2 separate regions of the Sander lucioperca genome follow, and region 1 is linked to region 2. A link is a contact called in public Hi-C data. All regions are on one chromosome and are shown on one strand. Each heading gives the region's core, a stretch centred on a gene start, on an enhancer-like site or on the middle of the called end of the contact. The rest is flanking DNA. Distances are from core to core; before and after follow the strand shown. Region 1 holds the start of hoxa5a (homeobox protein Hox-A5a). Region 2 holds the start of nfe2l3 (nuclear factor erythroid 2-related factor 3).

Region 1 (6,643 bases), core at 1,807-4,306, 140 kb before region 2:
CCTGGGAGCCCCACTTTCCGTCCGGTGACTTGGTACTTCTCGTCGTCACTGCCCGTCTGCACCTGCCAACTCCCTCCCCTCACATTCCCTGTTTACAAGCAGAAACCTTCACAAGGTAAGACAACTGGAACTTGTCACGGTTTGCTATTTTATCAATTTGCATTGACAAACCACTTAAGCAAATAATAACCAGTTATTTGTGTACGTATTGCGCCTCATTTGTTCTGTTCAAATGTCCAGAGGTTTAAATCATCTGAAAGAACTGGTTTCATTTTTCAGTTTGTTTTTATTATGATTTGCATGGCAGATCCTACGTGGTAAATCTGATCCATCTGATATATAACATTAGTGTTGCTTTGATCTTCTTGGTTGGTTTTGCATGCTGTCAAGAGCTTTGTTTGTTGTTGGATTTGAATGGGGATGGATTTCGGCTGAAAAATTCATTGGGTGGATGGTGGCCAGAAGATGTGCACTTTGACGCCCTCCTGTGGATGCACTGGGGGTATTGTGGTTGCAGCTCTGTCTGTTTCTGCTGCAAATGCCCTGCGGTGCAGGCTGGACAGAGAAGTTTACCTTTATTTCTACCTTTGTGTCCATGCATAATGCTTGTTATTCATACGTGTGCATGCAGGCCCTGGCTCACTGTACACTGAATTGTTAAATATGCTTGTTTTCAATGAACAAAACAGGATTATTTTACAGTTCCAATGACCTTTAATTGATACAGAAGAATGTCCCTGTCTATGGATGTTAGAAAAGTAAAATGTTTCTGTTCGAAAACATTATTTGCACTCTGTGTTTGCACATCGATGTTGTTCACGGTGATCCTTAATATGGACTTAGCGAGTCTATTCGGCATTGAGATTGCTGTGATTTCTTTCGTGCGATAAATTATTAGTCGATATAATGCAAAGTATGGCCGGATTTTTGCAAGATATCAAACGTGCAAGAGTGAATGCATCCGATATATGCTCTTTTTGCAAAAAATACTAGTTTCACATTATCCTATTGTTGGAAAAAAAAGTGTTGAATTGAAAAATGTTTTAATCGTGCTACAGCCGTGCGTAATGATATTCAGACAAAAAATAATGTAACTATATAAATTATAAACGTATAAGATTTTATTTGTATACTCTTACACACACGAGTGCTGGTGTGTGAGAGAGCCTGCAGAGTGCACTGCCCTCCTGTTTTTCTGCAGCAGTGGCCCCCTCGCTCCCAGTCCGACTTATTTGACACCAGTGCGCATTCACTTCTTTCATATCCTTGATTCTTATTTAGTTCCTGGGTGTGTCCCTGGCTCGACTCAGGGACATCATTTTCGTGGGAACTTTGTTGCCATTGGCCAGCCATAAATCAGCTGTTGGAGCATGACTGTTTAGCCAACACACACCCCGTAGGTATTCTCTTAGTGTGGGCCTACTGGATGTGGAGCCCGGTATTCACCCTTACTCACATTGTGCCTTTGGGGGTGTAGGTTACCGCAAAGGGCGCACATACCTGGAACAGAATAAATAATCTATATCTCACTGTTTTTGTCAGTAACACATGATTGGGCTTGTACTGGGTGAAGGGGCTGCTGTAGGGAAATAGTATGTGGGGGAAAGCAGAGGACAAGCCGCTGCTTTGGAGAGACTAGGGTGCCATAAAAATTCCACAAGGAGAAAACCAAACGGAGGGCGCCGAACGAGGCGTCACGAATCTGTTTAGGCTGCGTGCTCTGTGCGGTCCTCCTGTTTTTGTACGCCTGCTCAGAATTAACATGGACAATAGTAGATCATCGACTTACACTTTTTAATAAGTGTATTGGCCTGGTTACAATGAGAGAGATTTCGTCTGTGTATTTCTAACGCATAGCCAACGTCCCTAAAAAAGGTTAAACTGTTTAAAGGTTTTGATAATAATCATCTTTACTTTGTCTGTCCTGCATTGCAATCGATCGATGCTTTGCAGTTTTTACTTTTATCAGGTAGAAAGTCTATAGATTATATTTAATTTTTTTTATAAGGAACAGGAAATCATTTGACACTGTAGCCTAATGTTAAATACGGATAGCTTATAGCACAATGCAAACATTAAACATGAATTATCTGAATATTGTGGCTATTTTACATTAAATATTTCAAATGCACTATCCATTAATCGCTTTGAATATTCCTTTTTCAATTTAAAATGTCGTCTATTGTTTTTTTAAATTGCAAAGTGACTGCACAAACATCTACACTGGGTAGCTGCTTATAGAAACAGTTTTATGTTCTTCTCGATATTGTGTTAATCTTTCACAAACAGGCAATACTAAAAATGCAATTTAATGAGATGTTGACTGTTAAAAAGTCAATATGAACGATGGTTCGCCTTTAAACGACAACATAATAAAGTCGGCTTGCTGAGAGCTTATTGTTTGGAATACTTCAATTTTAACCAACCTAAAATAGACAGTAACGTGGCTTTACGTGTGTTCATATATAGCCTATATTTAAAGTTATTCATTCTTCACTGTGTCATAAAGGACAGGCCTTGAATGGCAGTCTGTTATTATTCGGCAATGTTTGGCTTTTATCTCTCCCCAAAAAATTTATTCATTAGACTTTTCCCACATAGTAGCTTTTTGGTTGTTTTATGATTATAAGAAAGTGTGGAAAAAAACCGCACTCCAGTTTTGAAAGGGATTTCATTCTATTAACTGTGCACACTGTTTGCACTTATCGCCTATCATAACATGCACAACAGTATGTCACTTGTGGTATTGTTTAGGAGCCCGTTGGATTTTGCCGCAATGGTCGTTAACCTCCGAATGACCCCATGTGGAGCCCACGCCTCAGAAAGCGCCGCAGACAGGCAGTGCAACAGTTGAGCCAGAGGATGGCGCACCACGACAATTCAAAACGCCCAAGCCGTGGCTCAGAGTTTGCCCTAGCCACGAGCGCATGGAGGCGCGCACCCCTCACATCCCACCCAGTATTTCCTGCGTGCACGAGTTTACCTCTGGAGGTCACCAAGCAGGATTTACGACTGGTCAACAAAAGCACGTGATACTCCGCCGTACCCCATATTTGGGTGCCTACGTAAGAGAGAATCAAGTCCATGTCCCACTCATTTCCATAATTCATCATAAATTGTGCAAGGGTGCTATAGGACGCGCTAAACCATAAGAGCCACAAATCAACACACAGGTCTATGCTATTTTACCTCTAAAATAATAAAAACAACAACAATACCTACAACGAGCAAACGGTGGAATTGTCAACAAATGAGCTCCTATTTTGTGAACTCATTCTGCGGTCGCTATCCCAATGGCGCGGACTTCCAGTTACATAATTATGGAGACCATAATACGGCAAACGACCAATACAGAGACTCAACAGCCATGCATTCCAGCAGGTATGGCTATGGCTACAACGGAATGGACCTAACAGTCGGGCGGACCGGTACCGGACACTTTGTGAGCAGCGAGCAGACACCGGGCTACTCCCCGAGTCACTCAACGGCGACAACACCCTCGGTGGAGCCGGTCAGGTACAGCCAGTCCGCCAGCAGCACCGGGACATCGTCTCTATCGCCACCACCTGACCCACTACCGTGCTCCTCGGTTGCCACCTCGTCCCCGGTCACCGAGACTCAATCTCAACACCGAGTCGTGAAAAACTCTATAACGAACCCGTGCTCAACCCCGTGCTCGAGCTCGAACGGAGGTACGCTGCTGCTCAGCCGGGACTGTGTGTCCAAAGCTTCCCCTCTCGAGGAAGAGAAGCCTGCGGGAAGCGCACCAACAACTCCTCAAAATGTCACCGACTCAACACAGCCTCAGATATATCCGTGGATGAGAAAACTACATATAAATCATGGTAAATTGTTTTTTTAATGATCTTGTATTGATTTTATAGACCTAGCGTTGCTTTATTGTTTGGTAAAGGTTTTATTATGTTTATATATTTAGACGTTTTAACTATAAGCAAAACAGGCCGGAATTGGACGATTTTAGCACAAAATATATTTATTTTCAAAGGGGCCAAATGTGCCTCTCACCTGTTTGGTGTACTATGCTACTGCTTTTCAGCGCTGTCAACATAAACCGCAGGTATACGGGATGATTTGATAATATAACATATTAGGTTTAAGTTAGTTAAAAGTGTATTAGATATACAGTATGCGGGATATAGCCTACGCTTTTGTGTTTATTTGTTTTTAAGGTCAAATAGCCCACATTTTACATCAGTTTACTGTTTTAATACCTTTTCGCAAGGAGGTGCTGTTGAAAATGTGTCTATCTTACTTTGCTACTGGTTGTTTTTAATAATTTTGGGATCTATGAAGCCTCATTTAAAGTCGTGTGCCAACTTTTAAGCCACCTCTACCTGCAGAAACTGAACAGCCTGATAAAAAGAAATGTAGTCAAAAAAAAGTTGCTGCACTTTAAATGTTTACATCTACTGCATCTTATATGTGTTTCCCCCTCTCCTTCTCTACAAGATTTGTCAGGACCAGAGGGGAAGAGAGCCAGGACTGCATACACCCGGTACCAGACCCTGGAGCTAGAGAAGGAGTTCCACTTCAACCGGTACCTGACCCGCAGGCGGAGGATCGAGATTGCCCATGCCCTCTGCCTCTCAGAGAGACAGATCAAAATCTGGTTTCAGAACCGCAGGATGAAGTGGAAGAAGGACAACAAGCTGAAGAGCATGAACATGGCGGCTGCAGGCGGGGGGGGCTACAGGCCTTAATATGCACTCCTCTACCCCTGATAGCGAGCACTCTAAAAAAAATAAAACAAAGATTGTCATATCAACTTCTCCTCCTCCTATTTGAAAAAGCGCGAGAGACTTGTGAACGTTCTGTGTGCGGGACAGGGGACACCCCATAGGTCCACTGTATGTCGAACCACCGTCCCATTATATTCCTTAATATTTCCTTTTTATTTCCACCGTGGTTATGCTTATGTGAGTAAAAATATGCATCATGTACAGTTCTGTCTAGATTTAGTAGAAAAAGAAACAAAATAAATGTTTGTTTAAATTATTTCTTGTTCAGACGAAAAAATAAAATAAAAACGTCAAAGCTTGAAATGCTACCTAACTACCGCAAAAAAAAAAAAAAAAAATCCAGTAAAAGTTGTGTGCTGCACTCAGAACAATTGGGTTGAGGTTGAGCTGCCTTTGTGTTTAGCTTTTGTTTTCTATGTATGTACTGTAGTATTTATTTGTTTGATGTATTGTACCAACTTGCTTCCTAAAGTAGAGCCAGCAGAGACGTAAGCCTTGTGTGGTTATTATGTGCGTTATATGGACAGAGGTGCCGATTCAGTCTTGTATGTACAGTAGCTGTGCCTTGCATCTTTTTTTTTCTTTTTCTTTTGCTGCTGTTTGCGTTGTTTACCTGGGCGCACCATCTTTAGTAAAAGCGTATGTTGTCTTTGTTTTCTCTAGCTGTTTTTATGTGGAGGGTCTCCACAGTACATTCCATTGCCTATGCGTATAACTCCATCGTGATTAGCTTTTTGTAAATGTTTTTGAAAGACTGGAAGTCAAGAATATACTATAATAACAATAATGCTGACGATGATGGCCATTATAATAAACTTTCTACTGGAACGGCAACATTACATTGAGTGTTCGTTTTTGTAAAATATTCAACAGAGTCAGAGTTTGCGGTTTGGTCTAAAATCATTAAGCCACCTGTATGAGCTCTCAAAAAATATCAAAGTTTCCTCAAGTTAAATCTTTGAATTCAACAGGTCTCCCTTGAATTGAAGCTTCATGTGTTACTCACCTTGCTGTGGAGTGGGTGGGGGTGGGGGGCTTTGGGGGGGGGTCCTTGGCCACTCACCGGCTCCAGTGGCCGGGCGTCCCCTTGCGCACAGAATTCTGGGCTATTCCCGGAGAATCAGCTCGACTTTTCAAGCTGTAAACTTTATTAGGGCCGATCCTGGCTCTCTGACATTTGGGTGCTAAATGAATGGGGGGTTTTGTCTATGAATTAGATCGTAAAAATCATCCGGAGCGCGGCCAGATAGGCTCACTGGCCATAAACGGTCACGTGGTAGCCATTAAAGTAAGTTTTATGGTTTTGGGGAGTTGACAGTATATTGCACATAACATATAATCGCACTGACGGCGAGGCTTCGACTGACTCTCTCTTTGCAGGCTGTAAGTGTTACTTGACCGGTACAGACTGTCTCTATTGCTCAGTCTGCCTCAGTATGGACCGGACGCTCTCCAGGATTAGGACCGCGTCTCTGGGTAAGTTTCTGCAGACTATCCGGTAGCCCGAGAACAGCCAGCCTGTGTTAAACAGCCTCATTATTGTATTCGCTCTCTTTATCTGTCCCTATTAGTCCATTACGCTAATTTGTCAGTTGTGCAGTGCTGAATACTGGTCTCGGCAGATGTTGCGCAGGGTTGGGTCCGGCTCATGGCTATTTAATTGCTTCCTTCCCCGCGTAACTTGTTTCCCTCCATCTGTGGTGTAAGTCATAATCCGTTTTTACATGTTGGATAATTATCTCTGTGTCCATTTCCACCCCCACAAACTTCTAGTTGTTGTCGTTTTATTACATTGGAGGATTCACAGACCGTGAACCAGAAAGTTTCCAAGGGATGTTTGGAGATTTCCTTGATAAGGTTAAGCGCTAATGCAGACCTACATA
Region 2 (6,902 bases), core at 2,816-5,315:
CTTTCAAGCTTTTTTGTAGCTTGATATTTAATTTGTTGCGTCCAATTATGAATGTCGATAACGTAAGTGATAGTGAGATGCTTGCTACAGTTGCATTTCCAGTGATGAATTCACTGCATCTTAACCTCTCTCTCTCTCTCTCTCTCTCTCTCTCTCTCTCTCTCTCTCTCTCTCTCTCTCTCTCTCTCTCTCTCTCTCTCTCTCTCTCTCTCTCTCTCTCTCTCTCTCTCTCTCTCTCTCTCTCTCTCTCTCTCTCTCTCTCTCTCTCTCTCTCTCTCTCTCTCTCTCTCTCTCTCTCTCTCTCTCTCTCTCTCTCTCTCTCTCTCTCTCATAACGATACCGTGCTCGCGGGCAGTCACTGAACCTCTGTAAAACTCTGCCATTTCGTTTGTAACATAGAAATAAAATGGATTATGGATCATTTAATTTCTTTAGTTTGTAGGTGACTTTACAAGCTGACTTCGCTATTGGCTGTTGAAACAGGTGATGTCCCTTACGATCTAAAACCAGCCTCTGGAGACTTGACCAGCTGAGTCGCAGGCAACGCCATCACCCGGCTTGAGTCGAGCTGAGACGGGCCGGTTCAGACTGCTGCAACTTTTCCCTGCAGAATTTTAAAACGGTTCTGTCTCGTATATTTGGTCTGAACTGGGCTTTATATGGTATGTTTATGCAATGTCTCAAATGTGAATTAAAGTATTCATGCCAGAGTTTAAAACCCTTCCACAGTACATGCTTTAATATATAACTTAAAAATACAAGAGAAAAACTGCTGAAAATGCATAATTATACTCTTAAATCCTTTTGAAAGCTAGCTGTATAGAACATTAGGAAAGAAAACTGAAACACAAAGTCTTTCCCTGTGAGACACACAGTAATTGTTGGATTTCAATGTCCCTAATCTTACACGGTGTTAGCAAAACAGCACTGTCATCAGAATGTTACAATTTGAGTGATAGTCATGTCAAAATGTGAATTTTGGATTAAAAATCGGTACGTCATTTTTAACACTATCACGTGACTGTAAATCCTATGAAAGCATGACGAGCTCATTGTGACACACATGAACACTATTAAAAGACAACCAGTATAGCTATGTTTCAGTAAACTTTTTAAAACACTGATGCAATGTGCAACATTTTCAACAGTATACAGCGACAAACGAAGGCAACTGTGACAAACCAGCATCATACCTCTTGTTCCAGTGTGGAACTGTGAGCCAGCTGAGTAAGTGGGACAGGTTCTTCCTCCTCTTTAACTTTAACATCCTCCTCCTGGTAAGTCAAAGAAAGGCAGATGGAGAGAAGGGGAAAGACACATTTGGGGATCAGGAAAGGATTCAGGATAGAAGAGAGGGGAAAGAGAAAAAAATAGTCAGTCAATTTGTTGGCTAACATCCAAAGACCTAAAAAGACAATTACATTTCTGGTTTCCCAAATCCCACTATCACAGATAATTGGACAGCTCAGAAAATGTTAAAAACAAATGTTCTGACTGAGAAAAAGGTTTGTTTTAATAAGCGGTTGTTGTAACTCTGGAGGAAACAGAGACCGCCTGAACCCTAACTTCTTTCATTGTCTCATCAACTGTGGTCAGGGCCTTTTGCATGTTAGAAATGCATTAGCAGCTGTATTTATGTATGAAAGTGGGGCTTAGGATTTATTGATTTATTTATTTATATATATATATATATATATATATATATATATATATATATATATATATATATATATATATATATATATATATACACACACACACACACACACACACACTAACAGTTAGGCTAATTACTCCCAGAGATGACCCAACCCGGTTAGATGTTGTAAGACACTCCTGATTCACCAAGTTTTGCTCAAGCTCTGTCTGAGCTTGTCGACTTCTACTGGAGTAGCTTTTCCATCTTCAAATGGCCCAGCGAATGTAGATAAGTATTGATTATTACTTTCAAATATCACAGGTGTAGTCCTCTCATTTGAAACACTGTTTCTAAAAAAAAAAAAAAAAAAAAAAAAAAAACACAAAAGCTTACCCTTTACTTGTTTTACAAAAGAGTGGGTAAGGTAAAAAAAAAACATGTGTCAACATCACATTATCCATGTGAACAAGAACCCTGGGAGGAGGCAGTGTCCAAGTATGGACCACCGCTTTTGTGAAAGCAAACAGGGTGTGGGTCTAAGCCTCACTTCTCCGCCTCTCAAGGCCCACAGCTGCTGGTTGAGTCTAAAGAAAGGGGATAAAGTTACACAATTGGCGACATCAACCGTCCTCAGGACATAACATTCACCAAGCAGCTGTTTCTACCCCGAGCTAGAAAAACTGAATCACTAGCAGAGTTGAATATAAAGGTCTGGGTGTGATTGCAGAAATCTTAAAAATATAATGGCAGTCAGTCACATATTACAGTCAATTGGTTATTATTCTTACTTTTAGTGTTTAACAATAACAAGTGAGTGAACCTGAGTTAAAGTTTTACAGCTGCCTGGTCACACAATACACAGGTCTTATTAGGGTCTCATTTGTTAGGTTAATTCTGCTGCCCTGACTATTCAGACATGGCTTAATGTGTCACGTTCCATAGTGAGAGTGACAGGTGCAGCAGACAGACGAATACCTGTAATGCTGTACAACTAACTAGAAAACTAACTATACTGTCTTCTTGTTAACTGGTTATATAGATAAGTCAATTGTTTAACTAGACCAGTTAGGTATTTTTTAAACTGAGTTACCAAATTGTCATGAACGTCCCTAAATATAACCAAGCAAGAATTAAATCACTGAATTGCAACTGGTAGAGCCATACAAAGTGAAAGTGAATGCACATTTCAAGTGTTGCCGACAGGTTGTTATCACATTGTGTTGTTTCCTGGAGCACAAGGAAATGTTACAAAATAATAAGTTACTTGTTACATGGGCACCCATCATAACATGGGCAGGTGCTGCTTGTTAGCTAGTAATAGCATTAGCTGTTCTGTTAAGCAGTGAGGAAGTTTTAACTCTGGTTCTCCACCTCAGTCAGTCAATTTATTTAGCTGGGCAGCCAACCGTCTTGGTCACATAGCTTAATAGTTAGCAGCAAACTCTGTTTCACTTTATGTTACATTTCACACACACTTGCCTCTTTAAAAAACCCGCAGGCTCCAGCGCTACAAGGTCTTTGTCCGAGTTCAGGGGTTGTTTTGCACACCTCTTGGCCACTGTCAGGCAGGTGTTCACTGTCATTCCTGACTTCGTCCCCGGGGCTTTCTAACCCTGAGTTGGTGTCAGTGTTGTTGCTGGTTGAAGGCCCACAGTCAGCCTTGTCAGTGGCAGACACTTGGTGCACCAACCATGCGTTCAACTGTGTGGGGAACCGCGGTGAGCCAAGGGTCCTCACCTCGTCTAGTAGCCGGCGACTTGCAAAGAAATAGTCCAACTCGGGACATTTTGGGTGCACACTGTATCCGTCAAGAGTTTCTCTCAAATTATGAAAGGGTGTCTGGGTGTAGGCTGAGCTAGGACCCACGCTAATCTCTATCAGAGGCGTATAATAGCCGCTTAAGTAGCTGTCGATATCCACACGAACTCCAATCAAACTAAGTAAGATCGTCAACTGAATTAGGCCTTCTGTGAGGTATTTTTTCGCGATTTGCATTTTCTAAATACTTTTAGAGCTGCAGATAATTGCGAAATACTGACCCAATAGTTCCTCTTTCCCGAATGGACAAAGGGAAAAGGCTAACAAAAGAGCACGCCTCCCCCTGTCAGACAAAGAGGCTGTAACGTACCGGCGAAATCGTTAGATAGCTATGCTAGCTGTTAGCAGTGAGCCATCAGCTTTAATAACCGGTTAATGGGAACCTCTTGGCGCAAACATAGCGAAAACGATGCTCTTCAATTATTCGTCGGCGGCACCTAGCTATCAAAACCTTCTTGACGTTGCTAGCTAATTAAACAGAAAATGAAACATCTGAAAAGCTAAATGCTGTCACCGTAGTGTGTGCTGCTACTGGGGAAACTTCGTTCAAGGATTTACATAGCTCATGCAGATTGGTCCGAAGCGCTCGCCGCAACAGATTGTGATTGGACAATAAGAATGTCAGTTGTATTTTTGACCAATGAGGGTAAGGGACAGTTGGCGACTATCTCCAAGTCACCAACCCCCATCACAAACAACACACGTTATTTACAGAACTAATAGCAGAAACTAAGCTCATTTCACTTCAGAAATATCAAATATTGATCTTTGTTGTGTTCGTTTCCTACGTTCAACAACAACATTGACCCCGAAGGGGGTTGTCAGGAACAAGGTTAAGCTGCAGTTCCGGGATGTTTGTGCTACTGACCAACATCACTTGTCCCATGTGTGACCTACTGGTTAAAAGCAGAATTACAATTTGAACTTGTTCAACTATAACCTAACCCTAACCCCCTAACAAAGGGAAAAGCCAACGGCGGAATTCTGGCGTCTACAAAACAATTTACCCTCTGGACATCTAAAACAAATCCGTCTAGGCTATAGGCTACTTTATTCCTGATCATTGGTGGAAATAAAGAAACCAACATTCTCTCCAGTAGGCTAGGATTGTAAGAAGGCTTCCAGATAACATTTTCTATGAAAACGTGTATGCAATGCATTGTTATGGACTAAACTACCCAATAAAATAGCTCCACCTCTACCAATTTAAACAGGTTAAACTGCGTCAGTAGGCTAATAATCCAATACACTATTGAACACACTATCGCAACAATGTTACTTTATCTGGATTGAAACATTAGTCCCTCTCAGATCAATATTTGCCATTTGACTGATGATGTTGTTGATGATGATGTAATGAGGTCATGTTATCCTTAACGCAACCATTTGGATCTTTCAAGGTCTGTCTTGTCAGTGGTTTTATAGTCAAGGATGTCAATTTAATCTGAATATTGTTTGTTTAGAACTATAGTTTTGAATACCCTATAAAACTCCTCGTTGTTCATATTTCTCATACATTTCACCTAATACCAAAAGGGTGAAACAAGCTGAAGTTGCCACTGTAAACTTTTTGAGGTTGTCCCCTCCAACTGAGTAAGATCGATCAACTGATATATATTTTCCTGCAGTTAACTTCTGCTGCAACAGAGACACAAACTGATCCTATGACGAAATAAGGAATGAAAATCGCTATAGGCTATGACATTTTTGTTTGTACCTTGTTTCTTTTCTAATTTTACAATCACAATTTAGAACCACATGCACAAAATAAATGATGAACATTACACAACATCATTGTTTTGGAGGAGCTCAGTCTGTCCTCCAAGATCTCAGGCGTAAACTGCATGGCCTTTATCAAGGCAATAACAAAAGGGATTGATTTTATGATACTCATGCCTTGATACACATGTGGCTGTCCAGAATAACACTTGGTGGTGTTGTGATTAGGGCTAACCTTGAGTTAAATCTGAAGAACAAAACTAGAAGATAGACAGAATTAAAACAGAAACTGGTTGTTGTACATTTAGAAAACATTTATTGTGAGTGAAAATTGTAAAATAAATACAGTATCCACTGTATATCCAGTGGTGGAAGAAGCATTCATATCCTTTACTTAAGTACACCTAAAAAAAACTAAAAGTCTAGCATTCAAAATTTGACTCAAGTTAAAGTACAGAAGTATTGGCAGAAAAGTGCACTTAAATATCACAAGTAAAAGTATTGATTATGCAGAATGTGTTATTGTTATGATAGTTTTTGCATCACAGGTACTCCAATCTAATCTTATAAAATAGTACTTAAGTACAAGTACACATAGATACCTTCCACTCTGTGTTTATTACTGTGTATTGTTGATGCCTATGATTAAACACATCAAATGTTACATTTCTTTGTTCATGTTGATATAAATGTAAATGGTTTGAATTGTCAGAGGAAACAGGATGGGCTACAGGCTGAGAGGCTCCCAGTCACTGGGCTGGACTTTGCTGAAGGCCGATACACATGAGAGTGTCAGTTATCTGGATCGTTTGCGACCCCTGCTGTCGAATAGTGGAAACAGTAATGTATATCTATTTTATGTCGCTTTTCTACTGCTCAAATGAAACCAAGGTAATAACTACAAATGACCCATATTTTGTAGACTTTGGGTTTAAAGGCTAGTAAACCGTCCTTAGCAAGAAGAGATGAAGAGGTGAATATCCTTTTTTATGTCTTTAGGTTTCGACTGATAAAATGATGATATAAAACCACGACTTTTCTATAGGCTGCATTTTACCATATATATTTTGAATTTATATCGTTTTCTTATATTGCTTTAGTGGAGTGTAATATGAGAACCGCGCGTAGGCTATAAAAGAAAACAAACATCTATCACTTCACCCAATAAATAATGTGAGAATAAGCAGTTGAAGTCCAAATGAATGAAACACTTCCTCTGGGTATAAGCTAGGCTACTGTAGTGAGTGACCTATTAACTTCCGAGTGTGGCGGCTGTAATGTAGTTTTCACTGTGCACTGCAAATCCAAAATAGCCTAATCCTTTTGGAAAGTCTGCATAGACTTTGCCATTGCATCACAAAGAAAAATCAAAGAGAAGGACAAAGAGAAAATCATATTCAATTGCAGGAACACTAATGAGCGACACAAGTTCAACACACATAGCCAGTCAGCTTGGTAGTCTCAACAGCAGACAGTCAGTCGAGTCCTCCTGCAGAGTGAGCACAAAGTGCAGACAAGTCAAACCTGCTAGGGCTGATTACACACCACATCACACTTCATTTAGGATCATGTTTAGGATGCAGCTGCAACATTGTAGACCAACAGCAAATTGTGGCACAATATTCACACAATGAGCAACATGTCGACCATAGATATTTGAAATTGTAGGCTATCACCGGCAGATATGTTTGCGTCCTATAAGCTGTTCGTTTATGCGCTGCATCAG

The links. Hi-C and Micro-C count contacts between places; a contact is called where the count stands out from the background.
Region 1: a contact with region 2 is called in a Hi-C map of liver, with 4 times the contacts expected there. The contact joins the promoter of hoxa5a here to the promoter of nfe2l3 in region 2. A contact is called at or near these places in 2 of 2 Hi-C or Micro-C datasets (liver and muscle).

What each region holds. Positions count from the first base shown.
Region 1 is chr16:22,239,708-22,246,350 of SLUC_FBN_1.2, reverse strand. It overlaps hoxa5a (homeobox protein Hox-A5a), which reads left to right and starts at 3,056. Exons shown (of 2, transcript XM_031323255.2): 1 at 3,056-3,845; 2 at 4,471-5,037. The coding sequence starts at 3,251. The coding sequence ends at 4,721.
Region 2 is chr16:22,102,661-22,109,562 of SLUC_FBN_1.2, reverse strand. It overlaps nfe2l3 (nuclear factor erythroid 2-related factor 3), which reads right to left and starts at 4,065. Exons shown (of 5, transcript XM_031323210.2): 1 at 3,119-4,065; 2 at 1,194-1,274. The coding sequence starts at 3,634.